2 separate regions of the Oryctolagus cuniculus genome follow, and region 1 is linked to region 2. The links are chromatin contacts, called in public Micro-C maps. All regions are on one chromosome and are shown on one strand. Each heading gives the region's core, a stretch centred on a gene start, on an enhancer-like site or on the middle of the called end of the contact. The rest is flanking DNA. Distances are from core to core; before and after follow the strand shown. Region 1 holds the start of LOC100346516. Region 2 holds the start of EIF3M (eukaryotic translation initiation factor 3 subunit M).

The links. A called contact is a pair of places that touch in the nucleus more often than the background predicts.
Region 1: a contact with region 2 is called in a Micro-C map of ear pinna, with 6 times the contacts expected there. The contact joins the promoter of LOC100346516 here to the promoter of EIF3M in region 2. A contact is called at or near these places in 4 of 6 Hi-C or Micro-C datasets (ear pinna, embryonic fibroblasts, skin fibroblasts and 1 more).

Annotation. Positions count from the first base shown.
Region 1 is chr1:33,607,608-33,614,234 of mOryCun1.1, reverse strand. It overlaps LOC100346516, which reads right to left and starts at 3,940. Exons shown (of 5, transcript XM_070071938.1): 1 at 3,817-3,940.
Region 2 is chr1:33,319,938-33,326,898 of mOryCun1.1, reverse strand. EIF3M (eukaryotic translation initiation factor 3 subunit M) reads left to right here and starts at 5,327. Exons shown (of 11, transcript XM_002709033.5): 1 at 5,327-5,535. The coding sequence starts at 5,494.

The sequences.
Region 1 (6,627 bases), core at 2,691-5,190, 290 kb before region 2:
AAGCTTGCTGCAGGTGTGATGGAATAGGGCCTATACAGTTGCCTGAAGAAACTAGGCAAGCCGGCGCCGCGGCTCACTAGGCTAATCCTCCACCTAGCGGCGCCGGCACACCGGGTTCTAGTCCCGGTCGGGGCGCCGGATTCTGTCCCGGTTGCCCCTCTTCCAGGCCAGCCCTCTGCTGTGGCCAAGGGAGTGCAGTGGAGGATGGCCCAGGTGCTTGGGCCCTGCACCCCATGGGAGACCAGGAGAAGCACCTGGCTCCTGGCTCCTGCCATCGGATCAGCGCGGTGCGCCAGCCGCAGCGCGCCGGCCGCGGCGGCCATTGGAGGGTGAACCAACGGCAAAAGGAAGACCTTTCTCTCTGTCTCTCTCTCTCACTGTCCACTCTGCCTGTCAAAAAAAAAAAAAAAAAAGAAAGAAAAAAAAGAAACTAGGCAAATGCAAATTGACCTGGCTTCCAGAACCCAGTGGCCTGGGCTTCAGCCTGACCATGGGGTGTTTCCTTGCTTGCTGCAGGGCTGATGTTGTTAAAGAAAATCCAAGGCCTTGCTGGCAGGCCTGGTCTGTGGATGGTTGTCCAACTGTGTTCTGAGAAACACTGAGGCAAGAGGAAAGACGGCTTTCTGTACTCAGTCTGAGGTACGCCACATGATGCGTTCCTGCTGAAGGGCCGGAAAAGTTCTGCACTGCAGAAATCGAATTCCAGCTTTCTCGGCTTCGCACCCTTTGGGTGCACGTTTCCCACCCCCTCCCTGTGCCTCGTTCCTCCTCCTCTTGACATCGCCGTTTTATCAGCAGCACCCAATCCCAAGCCTTTCGTGTCTTCATTTTCTTCTCCTTAACTCTCCCCATTGGTTATTTGGCCTCCGAAACTGGGAGCTAAATAAACCCTTGCTCTTTATAAAGTTAGCTTGCCTGAGGTATTTTGGTATAGTTAAAAAAATAAAAAATAAAAAAAAAAGACTAACACCACTCCCTAGTGGCCAGGCTCTGTCCTAGCACTTTATTAAGTTTATCACTTCTCACCCTCCTAAGAATCCCACAAAGTGGGTATTGTCACCTGCATTTACCGGGGGAGAATGGGGTCATGGACACAGCTTCTTAGTGGAGAGGTCAGGATTTGAACCCAGGCAGTTGGCCCCCTGGGTCTATGTTTTGTCAAATCAAACATTTGTACAGAACACCTGATACACTCAGGATTGAAACAAAGTTTGCCGGGCTGCTGCCTACCTGAAAGAGCACTCATTAAGTGCCCACCAGGTGCCAGGCACCAGACTGGGCACGATGAAGCTTAAGGAAAAGCTTCCCAGCTGGCAACTGGCCGTTTCCAGAACATCTGGTTCCTCCTACAGCTCTCGTCTCTGAACTCGCTCACTGGACGCCCAAGTTCTGGCCAGGGGCGGGTGGCCAGGGGATCTGTAAGGCCCCATGACCCCATGTGACCTCAAGGAAAGGCGTGTAGTCCCAGACTCTGCACTCTGGTGCTGCTGCCCACGGCAAGGTTCTCAACCATCAGTCCCCAGGGCAGCAGGATAAATCCAACCTCTCCTGCCCCTGCTCCCAGCCTCCTCCTTGTAGACTCGGTTTCTGAGAACCACACAGGAATCCAGGGTGTTTGCCAGCAAGCAGGCCAGACAGCAGCCTCGTGAGCCACAGGGAAAGGCTCTGACTTTCGCAGCCTGTCACTCCTCTAATAATTCCCTGTGCCTGGAGTCCAACAAAAACAGAGTATCTTTCACAAGCAGCTCCCGCCACGCACGGACCTTGGAACCTCACAACACAGCCAAGCACAGGAAGGTGCCAGGGGGTCAGACGGTTCGTGTGGCCAGCAGTCCCCAGGCCTCTGGGGGAGAGGCCCAGTTGCTCTCCAGTCCAAAATCCAGGCCCAAGAGAAACTGTCTGAAGACTCAGCTGCTTCCTGGTCCTATTTCCCAGGACTGGCCTGAAATACAGTGGGTGGGACCCCAACAAGGACCAGCAGGTCGGGCAGCAACTGCACCCAAGCCAATCCAGGGAAGCACGCAAGGGATAGGGGCCTGGAGACCAAGGACGTTTTCTTAAAGGTCACATTCTCTTAGCGAGTGCTCCCCACGCTGCACCCTATGCTGCAAACCTTCTTAAAGGACTACTAAGTACCTGTCCTGGTAGACGCCGTGAGTAAGGAAGAGGGTACAGTAAGCAAAAGAGCAAAATTCCTACCTGTAGGACTTATATTACTAAGGGGATGGAAGACCGAGGATAATCAAACTCAAATGATCATTTCAGACAATGAGTCGTTTGGAGCGGATGTTAGGTTAAGATGCGGCTTGGGACACCTGCATCCCATAACAGAGGGCATGAGATTGAGTCCTGCCTACTCTGTTTCCCATCCAGCTTCCTGCTAAGGCACCTGGAAGGCAGTTGTTGACCAAGTACTTAGGTCCCTGCCATCCCCGTGGGAGACTCAAACTGAGTTCAGGGCTCCTGCCTTTGGCCAGGCCCAGCCCCAGCTGTTACCGGCATTTGGGAGGTTAGGTAGCTGGTGGAAGATCTCTCTATTTCTCTATCTCTCCACCTTTTAAATAAAATGGAAATAAATAAGACTTGAAAGACAGTGATGGGTGCTTTGAAAAAAAAAAAATCGTCACTGCTTAAGATGACACAGGACATGGGTGTTTATTTGACCTGAGATCTGACATTCTAGCAGAGCAAAGTATAAGACGCAGGCTTCAGATGAGGGGTTTAAGAAAAGTTTATGACAACTTCAGTGTCCTCAAAACTCTAGTACAAAGGTAAGAGCTATTTTCTCTTAAGATCAAAGCATTGTGTTGGAAAGAAACTTCCTCTTGGCTTGAGACAAAGATGCACTACGAATGTGTGTGAATATATATGTCTCGCGAGGGTCTTTTTTAAAAGCCTTTCATGTCCGTTATCCTTTAAACTTTTATAATATAGGTTGAAAGCACGATACAATCTTGAACTTGCAGTTCGTGTACTCTGAGGTCTTTTTCTCAGAACTAAAGACTTCCACTCTGCTGGGACGTGATCTCCCAGATGCCGAATCTGCAGTGAGAATGAGGTGTCCTTCGAAAGGCAACTCTGTAAAGAAAAAAGCTGCGGCACAAGGATTCCCGAGGTGGGAGTGCAGGAAGGGGAGGTGGTTGTTTTTGTCAATATTCCTTTTTCCTTATTAAGACAGGCAAGAAAAGAATACATTGTATGGCCTCCTTGTCCTCGAGGTTAACGAAGTGTTCTGAGGAACTGCCATTTCTGTTGCGTCTCCTAACACGGCCTACATCCTCTCCAGGCTATATTAAAAGTTGCAAAGTGCACGAGGTCTGCACGAACCCCCTGCACAGTGCACGCGTCTGCGCACGCACACGTTTGCTTTCCTCTGGGGACTGAATTTCTCGGGGAGCCTTCAGGCCATATTTCTCCCTAGGCTCTTATTAAAACCAGGTGTGCGGAAAAACAGGCCTTTTTGGACAGAAAAGCCTTCGCTTGACCCAAAGCTCCCCCTTCCGGTGTGTTTTCTAGCGGGGTTTGGGGAACCGAGCGCAGGAAGCAGGCGGCGCAAGGGAGTACACAGGCGCGACGGGGGACGCGGGAGTCCCGCCACGCGGGAGCTCGGGGGCGCTCACGGGACGGCCCCAGGGAAGCCGCTCGGCCCCGACAGGCGGAAGAACGGCCGCACGATCGCCACGCCTCGGAAGCCGCAACCCCGGCGGGCCCCAGGCCCCGGCGGCCCAAGCTCCGGGCGCGCGGAGGAGCCCGCGGGACGCTTCCCCACGGCCGGGCCCCGAGCTCCAGCACGTTCGAGGGCCCCGCAACGCTTACCCTGGGCCGCCGGCGTCGCTCCCGCCGCCAGTGAGAGGGGCGGGTCGCGAGTGACGTGGGGCCTCGGGCAGCAGAGCGCCCCGCGCGGCACCAGGAGCCGCTCCCAGCCTGCCGCGCGCCCGGGGACTCTGCACTCCCAGGAGCCCCGCGCGGGCTCCTACTCCCGCGACCTTTGACCCGAGGAAGCCGCTGTAGGAGGGTGGTCGTGCCCCTCGCTGACCGATTTCTTCCGCGCCCAGCCGGAGCGGGACTCCCAACAGCTTTGGCTAGGGAGAGTAGAGAGAGGCTACAGGAAGAGGACCGTCGTCAGGGCGCAGAGAGGAACAGGGAACTCCCAAAAATATGCTTCCAGATTTTAGACGGCCATTTCCTGTTCCTTGGTCCAAAAAGCAATCCCGCTGTTTTGGGTTTTTTGGTTGGTTGGTTGGTTTTGTGGTCCTCCCCCCTCCCTAATTACTATTTTAAAAGCCCATTACCATGGCTTCCAGAGAGGACTGCAAGAATTTTAAAAACCTCCAGGAGAGAGAGCTGCCAGACCAGCTTAGCACTACTGCCCCAAAAGGTTACCTGACATATCGGCTCTGTAAAAACTCCGGGGTGGGTCACCGAGCCCATCTTCTGGGCCTGGTGCCCTATTTAACAGTTTAAAAAAAAAAAAAATTTATTGTCAGTCTATCCTCCAAGATCCTGTGACAGGTAACAAGGGAAATTCCAGAGAAGTTTCCAGATTCATGCAACTTGGCAATTTCTGAGATATGCAGTCTAAGCCGGGTTCTCAAACTGTGGTCTGTGGACCACCTGCATCAGATTCCCTGGGGGTCCTTGTTACAGGTTCAGATTTAAGGCCTATAGTATAGCTGACAAATTAGACTACAGCCAGGAGGCCCAGAAATCTGCATTTTAACAAGCTTGTGAGATGTCTCTTCACTGTAATTTGAGAATTACTAGACTTGGCCCCTTACTTGACTGTGCTGAACTGGTGCTTGCTTTTTCCATCTGGAGCCCTTCCTCAAAACTCTCAGCAGTGTAAAACATTCTTTAAACAACAACAACAAAAAGAACACTTTGAAGTTTGGCTTCCAAACCAGTGTGCCTTATTTCAGAGTCATGAATTTTTTAAGCGAAATTATGCCTCAAGCATTACTTCCCACTACTATAGGAGTCTAAACACATCCTGATGGTAAGTAGGTGGATTATGCTGTGTGCAGTCCACTAATCTCAGGCTGTTTGTCATTCTAAGCCAGACACACCACCACCACCCCGCCCTGCCAGTTTTTCTTCTACTACTTCCCTCAGGTCTGGGTCAGCACAGTTTTCTTTAGGCCAGACCAAAGCTGAGTCTCTGATCATGATGACTTCCAAGATGAAGTACACAACAGAAAAATCCACAGGGCCTTTGGACTGATTTGTAGCCACATAGAATCCCAGCATTCCCAAACATGTGTTTGCAGAAACTTTATTTGACAAAGCACCTTATGGGATTGGTGAGCTATCAAAAGTGGTTCTGTTAGAAAGAGCGCTGAATCAAGTTTGAGGAAATGAAGGCAGAATTTTTGCCACAAAGATGTTCAACATGCTGTTGCTTATAAAGAATGGGGAAGTAATTCAGATTTGTAAAGCAGTAGAAAGTTGGTTAAATACATTATGATGCCTTTATAAGAAGGGATACGAAGCAGCTACTGAGCACTGTATTTCAGAGCGTATCTTTTTTTTTTTTTTTTTTTTTTTTTTGACAGGCAGAGTGGACAGTGAGAGAGAGAGAGAGAGAGAAAGGTCTTTCTTCCGTTGGTTCACCCCCCAAATGGCCGCTACAGCCGCCGCGCTGCGCCAATCCGAAGCCAGGAGCCAGGTGCTTCCTCCTGGTCTCCCATGCGGGTGCAGGGCCCAAGCACTTGGGCCATCCTCCACTGCCTTCCCGGGCCACAGCAGAGAGCTGGACTGGAAGAGGAGCGACCGGGACAGAATCCAACGCCCTGAGCGCCGCAGGTGGTGGATTAGCCTAGTGAGCCACAGCGCCAGCCAAGAGCATATCTATTTACATGGAAAGATGTTATTGCTAAGGCCGGCTCCGCTGCTCAATAGGCTAATCCTCCGCCTAGCGGCGCCGGCACACCGGGTTCTAGTCCCGGTCGGGGCACCGGATTCTGTCCCGGTTGCCCCTCCTCCAGGCCAGCCCTCTGCTGTGGCCAGGGAGTGAAGTGGAGGATAGCCCAAGTGCTGTATGCCTACAGAACATTGATACAGAAAGGTTTTAGTTACTTATAAAGAAAACAAATGAGTTACCAAGAAAGGAGCAAGAATCAGAGCAACTTCAGACCTCTCAACAGCAGCACCCAGAGTTGGAGAGCAGTAAAGCCACTTCTTAGGGTAGTCTTGAGCTCCATGCTATACATCATATTAGTTCTTTGCAGTTTATTCTCACAGCAAGTCTATGAATAGACCCAACTCCGTTTGACAAATAGATATCAGAGATCCAAAGTAACTCACTCAAAATGGCACATTTAATAAATAGTAGTGCTAGCTCCAAGTCAGTCATCCTAATTGGGACATCACATGGGACTAGTGCCCTCAAAATAAAATACATCCAAACCAGAATTAATGTTTCCAACCAAGTTATCAGTAAGTAAGAAGAAGGTTGATATAAGCATTATTTAGGTGTGTATGTTCTCAAAAAATGTATACTAATATCCCTTTCCCTTATCCACAATTAGCTCTCTGAATATTAAACAGAAAATTTCACAAGTCATAAGTTGTAAATTGATGCTGTTCTGGATAGTGTGATAAAAATGCCTGTGAACTTCCTTTTCTCCA
Region 2 (6,961 bases), core at 4,078-6,577:
TAAACAAAGTTACATATGACCCAGCGATTCCACCCCTAGGTGTATAATCAAAGGAAATATAAACATATGTCCACACAAACTCTTGTACATGAATCTTCATAGAGGCATTATTCATAATAGCCTAATGTCAATAACCCAAATGTCCACCAAATGATAGGAACAATTGAATTGCAGACTTGAAATGGGTGTATTTTATTTTATGAACTTCAGCTCAATGAAGCTGTTACTTTATTTTTATTTATTTGAGATGCAGAGTATGTGTGCAGGGGACTGGACCAGGCTGAAGCCAGGAGCCATACCTCAATTGAGGCTACCACGTGGATGGCAGGAACCCAGACACTTGAGCCATTACTGCTGCCTCCTAGTGTCTGCATTAGTAAGAAGTAGGCACTGAAAATTGAGCCAAGGTACTCCAACATGGGACATTCACCCCAAGCTGTTATTTTTCAAAATGTCCAATGAACATTCATGTTCAAGTCTTTTGTATGGACAAACACTTTGCTTTCTCTTAGGTAAATATTTACTAGAATAACTGAGTCATTTGACGGGCTATATTGAACTTTTTTTTTAAAGATTTATTTATTTATTTGAAATTCAGAGTTACACAAAGGAGAGGCAGAAAGAGAGAGAGAGAGGTCTTCTATCCAATGGTTCACTCCCCAACTGGATGCAATGGCTGGAGCTGTGCCAATCTGAAGCCAGGAGCTAGGAGCCTCCTCCTAGCCTCCCACATGGGTGCAGGGGCCCAAGGACTTGGGCCATCCTCTACTGCTTTCCCAGGCCATAGCAGAGAGCTGGACAGGAAGTGGAGCAGCTGGGTCTCAAACCTGCACCCATATGGGATGCTGGAGCTTTAGGCCAGGGCATTAACCCACTGCGCCACAGCACTGGCCCTATAATGAACTTTGTAAAAAGGATTTATTTATTTGAGAGAGCTCTTCCTTCCCCTGGTTCACTCCCACATAGCCACAACAGTCAGGTGGCTGCCCTGGGTGGAAGCCAGGAGCTTCTTCCAGGTATCCCAGGTGGGTGCAGGAGCCTAAGAATTTGGGTCATCCTCCATGCTTTCCAAAGTACATTAGCAGGGAATGGGATTGGAAGTGGAGCATCTGGGATACCAACCGGCACCCATATGGGATGCTGGCATTGCAGGTGACAGCTTAACCTGCTATGCCACAATCCTAGCCCCTATTTTGAACTTTTTAAGAAATGCCACTGTTCTGCAAGATGATGAAATCATTTTACAGTCCCAGTTGTGGTAAATGAGCATTCCAGTTCCTAAATCCACCAACACTTGGCTTGTTCATTTAAAAATTGTAGACATTCCAGTAGGTATGAAGGCTCCTTCACTATAGCTTTAATTTATGCTTCCCTAATAACTAATGGTGTTGGTATCTTTCCTTGTGCTTATTGGATATCTAAATATATTCTTTGGTGAAGTCTTTCAAACTTTTTTCCCACTTTTTTATTGCGTTGTTTTCTTATTATTGAGTTTCTGAAGTTCTTTATTCTGGATCCAATTCGTTATCAGAAATGTAGTTTGCCAGTATTATTTTTCCCAGTCCATGACTTATCTTGTCAGTCTCTTTTTTTTATGAATTATTTTTTATTTAGTAAATATAAACTTCCAAAGTACAGTTTATGGATTACAATGGCTTCCCCCCACCCATAATTTCCCTCCCACTCGCACCCCTCCCATCTCCCACTCCCTTTCCTCTCCCATTCCATTCACATCAAGATTCATTTTCAATTATCTTTATATATAGAGATTGATTTAGTATATATTAAGTAAAGATTTCATCAGTTTGCACCCACACAGAAACACAAAGTGTAAAAATACTGTTTCAGTACTAGTTATAGCATTACTTCACATTGGACAACACATTAAGGACAGATCCCACATGAGAAGTAAGTACACAGTGACTCCTGTTGTTGACTTAACAATTTGACACTCTTGTTTATGGCGTCAGTAATCTCCCTAGGCTCTAGTCATGAGTTGCCAAGACTATGGAAGCTTTTTGAGTTCGCCGACTTCGATCTTATTCCGACAGGGTCATAGTCAAAGTGGAAATTCTCTCCTCCTTTCAGAGAAAGGTACCTCCTTCTTTGATGGCCCCGTTCTTTCTACTGGGATCTCACTCACAGAGATCTTTCATTTAGGTCTTCTTCTTTTTTCTTCTTCTTTTTTTTTTCCCAGAGTGTCTTGGCTTTCCATGCCTAAAATACTCTCATGGGCTCTTCAGCCAGATCTGAATGCCTTAAGGGCTAATTCTGAGGCCAAAGTGCTATTTAGGACATCTGCCATTCTATGAGTCTGCTGTGTATCCCACTTCCCATGATGGATTGTTCTCTCCCTTTTGGATTCTATCAGTTAGTATTAGCAGACACTAGTCTTGTTTGTGTGATCCCTTTTGTCAGTCTCTTAACATTGTCTTTCAAAGAGCAGGGATTCTTAATTTTCAAAATAAGATTTATTTGAAAGGCAGGGTGAAAGAGAGGAAAAAACAGATATATAATCTTCCATCTACTGGAATCTACTCCCCAAATTGCCACAAAAGCCAGGGTTGGGCCAGGCCGAAGCCAGGAACCAGGAACTCCATCCAGGTCTCCAACATGGGTGACAGGAGCCATCTTCTGCTGCTTTCCCAGGTGCATTAGCAGAAAGCTGGATGGAAAGTAAAGTAGCAGAGACTCAAAGCATCATTCCAATATGGGATGGCAGGATTACAAACAGTGGCCACAATGCCAGCACCAGTTCCTAATTTTAATGAAGTCCAATTTACCAATTTTTAAATCATGCTTTCAGAGATGTATCTTTAAAATCTTTACCCAACCCAAACATACAAAATTTTTTCTATGTGTTCTTCTGGAAGTATAGCATTTCTGATTTTATACTTAAGCCTAAGGTTTTTAAGGTAAATTTTCCATACCTTACAAGGTATGGATTCCAGTTTCCCTTGTCTCACATATTGATATTTAATTGTTCCAGCACCATTCCTTGCAAAGATTAAACTGTCTTTGAATCTTGGTCAGAAATCAGTTAACTATGTTTTCATTTATCTCGGTGCTATGTTGTTCCTTTGACCTAGGATCCATATGCCAACATCACACTGTCTTGATTTCTGCTACCAATTTGCATTCCCATAAGCAATTTATTAGAGTTCTAGTTGCTCCCCATCTTCGACAGATCTTAATATTGCTAGTTAAAATTTTTCTTTGTAGCTATTCTATAACTGTGTAGTTGTATCTCATCATGGTTTGAATAAGTTGCACACTGACTTGTTTACTTACCACAGAGTTTTGCACCACTTTTTCATGACTGAATTTTCGATAGTCTCTTTAAAAAAACAAGCAACAACACTGTCTCAGGTGTGTCATCAATGCCTCCTTATGTTTTCTTGCCTTTCCAGATAAGAGTAAGGCTTGCAATCAATGTAAGTAGTTTGCTCCCAAATATTACAATGCAGGGACTTAAATTCAGGACAAACCTTTGGGGTCACCTTGACTTCCTCTTTCTCTCACACTCCATATCTGATCTGTTCGCAAATCTTACCAGTTTCACCAATACAAAAAAAATCCATAATCCAATCAATTTCCCATTCGCACTCCACCATCCACTCTTGCCTGGCTTTCTGCAATACTTTCCTAACTGGTCCCTCTGCTGATCCACTTTAAGTCAGTTTCCAACATGCTTGCCAGAGTGATCGTTTATCAGAGTTATCCCTTACCAAGAAAAAAAATTAATCACCTCACACCAACCAAAATCCATCAGAAGCTTCCCGATTCCTTAAGAGCTAAGGCTTAAACTTTTACTGTGACCTACAAGCGCCTCCACCCCACCTGTCAATGATTAAGTCATCTCCTATCGCTCTCCCCTTACTCAAACCGTGCCCACAGGTCTCCTGGCACCTGCCTCAGGCCCTTTGCCTTGCTTTCTTTTACATGAAAGCTTCCCTGAAGATCTGTCATTACTTTTTCATTTCCTTCAAGTCACAATACATTTGAGTCATTTTGATTACTCTAGCTAAAAAGGCGCGAGTGGCTGTGTGCGTGGGCACACCCACCTACCTGCACACCTTTTCTGTGTTTATCTTTTTTTTTTTTTTTTTTTTTTTTTTGACAGGCAGAGTGGACAGTGAGAGAGACAGAGAGAAAGGTCTTCCTTTGCTGTTGGTTCACCCTCCAATGGCCGCCGCGGCCGGCACTCTGCGGCGGGCGTACCGTGCTGAACCGATGGCAGGAGCCAGGTGCTTCTCCTGGTCTCCCATGGGGTGCAGGGCCCAAGCACTTGGGCCATCCTCCACTGCACTCCCTGGCCACAGCAGAGAGCTGGCCTGGAAGAGGGGCAACCGGGACAGAATCCGGCGCCCCGACCAGGACTAGAACCTGGTGTGCCGGCGCCGCAAGGTGGAGGATCAGCCTGTTGAGCTGTGGCGCTGGCCTCTGTGTTTATCTTAATAGCGCTACGTAACGTGTCCCACACAGTATTATTTAATAAGAGCTAATACCGTGCTCACCTGTTCTAAGTGCTTTCTACTTTAATTTGCTTATTCCTCACAACCCCATGAAGTTGTCAAATTGAGCAGTGTGACCTGAGGATGGCCCCTCTCCTCCAGGCCTCATAAGAGGAACTGCCAAAGGACTACGTGAAAGACTTTAGTACACTCTTACACCAATCGAAACTGAGCGTCAGGCAATGTCAGGTGATCACCTAACACCAATAAAGCAAAGCACCTAGCTGTTGCCAATCAAGGCGTCTGTCCCTCATTTCCGTTCTCTGACCATAAATGCTGCCGGACCGAGCTACAGGCCAGAGCTGTTCTGGTTCTGAGGGCTGCTAAGTTTCCAAATCGTTCGTTGCTCAGCGAAACTGTTAAGCTGAACCTGTCTTAGGGTTTTTTCCTTCGAACCAGGTAAGTACCCAAAGGGAAACGCAAACCCGGAAGTTTATAGGCAGTGGCCCTCGAGCGATGCAGCTGGGATTCCATCGCTTGAGTCCTTGCTGTAAAAGCACGATGCACCCTGGGCTGCCTTCCGAATTCCTTGTTAGCGGTTTGCGTTCCGTGTGTGCCTTCAAATGAGAGTGGCCTGCGCGAAGGCTGTCTTGGGGCCGCCCAGAGCGGGTTCCACAGCCTGGGCGGTGTGGACACCGAGGCAGGGCCCCGCAGCTGCTCCTGGCAGTTCTTGTTCTCGCACAAGTCATTTTCACTGCCCAATAGGCTTACACTTGCAGGGCTCAGGATGGTGACACCGCAGGGAGGAATCCCGGATACGAAGCCCAGCAGGTCCCGCCCACGAGCCCCGCCCAGCGCGTCCGCCACGCCCCCAAGCCTCAGCTGTCGTACGCCCTGGGATTGGCTTCCGCGGCCCTGCCCCACTAGGACCCGGGCCCGCTGACCCGGAAGCAGTTTGCGGAGCCGCCGCGCGGCTTTGCTCCCTTTTCCGGTCGGCGTGGTTTGCGAGTGGAGCGTCCGCGGTTCCCGGGCCTTCGCCATGAGCGTCCCGGCCTTCATCGACATCAGTGAGGAAGACCAGGTGTGCTCCCGGGCGCCGCGGGTGCCGCCGGGGTGGAGTGGGGGGGGGACGTCTCGGGCGTGAGGGACCGCGGCCGAGCTGGGGCCGGGCGGACGCGACGCCGCCCTGCGGAGCCCACTCCGGGGCGCCCGTCGCGTAGGTGCAGGCGTAGAGAGGCGGCGAGGCAGGCGGGGACACGCGTCCCGGGGCTGCTGGCCGGCGAGGCCCGCCAGCCCGCTTCCTGGTCGGCGTCGGGACTCTGCTAGCCTGCTGTCGGACGGCCGAGAAGTTTCTGACGAGGAACGGTGTCTGCTTCCGTCTTCCGAGTGCAGCAGCCGCCGCCGCTGTGGGAGGTGGCGAGTCGGTAGCCCACAGGAGCAGTCCGGCAAAGGTCATCGCGTGGTGACGATCAGAATGCATTTGGGGTTGTGCAGTCACAGAGGCAGGGCTGGCCCGTGTGTTTTCACTCGTCCTTGTGCACGAGTGGGAATTGTTCTGTAACCCTGTGCAAGTGTCCGCTCCATAGCGCTTAGTGGGCGATTCTGATATTTTTAAATTGACTGGAGTTTGCTCTTTGATGTGCAGAGCCGATGTTTACAATTTCCCCCGTAATAAAAGTTTAGTTGGTGGGAATTAAACCCAACATGCCATTACATAGTCTTTAATTTTTTATAGCTAACAACTCTGTGAAGTAGTATAAGCTTGTCATTTTTTTCTACTACTAGAATGTGGAAATTTTGTTTTTCATAGCTTCATTCTGATCTAACATCTAGAATTGTAGGTAGGACTTTTTTTTCCTCTCATGGTAGGAATGCAGTCCTACACCTCTGAAAAGTAAGAAGGGGATAGATAAAGCAACGAGAAATGCCAAGGGTAAGGAGGGAGGTGAGCACAGAAAGGAAAATGAAAGACCAAAAAAACCAAGCATTTTGCCAACAATCGGCTGTTAAGTTCCTGAAAAAGAAGTTACATACATACTGTAAGGAACCTGATGGAGGAAGTTCTTGTCATTGATCTTATTTTAAGTGGCCCTTTTTAAGGCTCTGCTACTGTTCTTAGAACGCATCCGTTTCACACCAGCTGTTCCTTTCAGGAAAATACCAATTCCTTCCAGAGTTCAACTGCTCAAATTTTCAGCTTGGTTAGAGTTGAAAAATGGGCAGTTCTTTCCCTGTACTTGCTTTCCGTTGCTTGTACTGGTCCATAACCACTTGTTAGCTAGTGAGGATAGCATAAAAACAGTAAACTGTTCAATAGTTCTCGGAAAGTTTGCTTTTTTTTTTTTTTAAGATTTATTTCTTTATTTGAAAATCAGAGTTACACAGAGAGAGGAGAGGCAGAGAGAGAGGTCGTCCTCCATCCGCTGGTTCACTCCCCAATTGGCCACGACGGCCGGAGCTGTGCTGATACAAAGCCAGGAGCTTCTTCCAGGTGTCCCACATGGGTA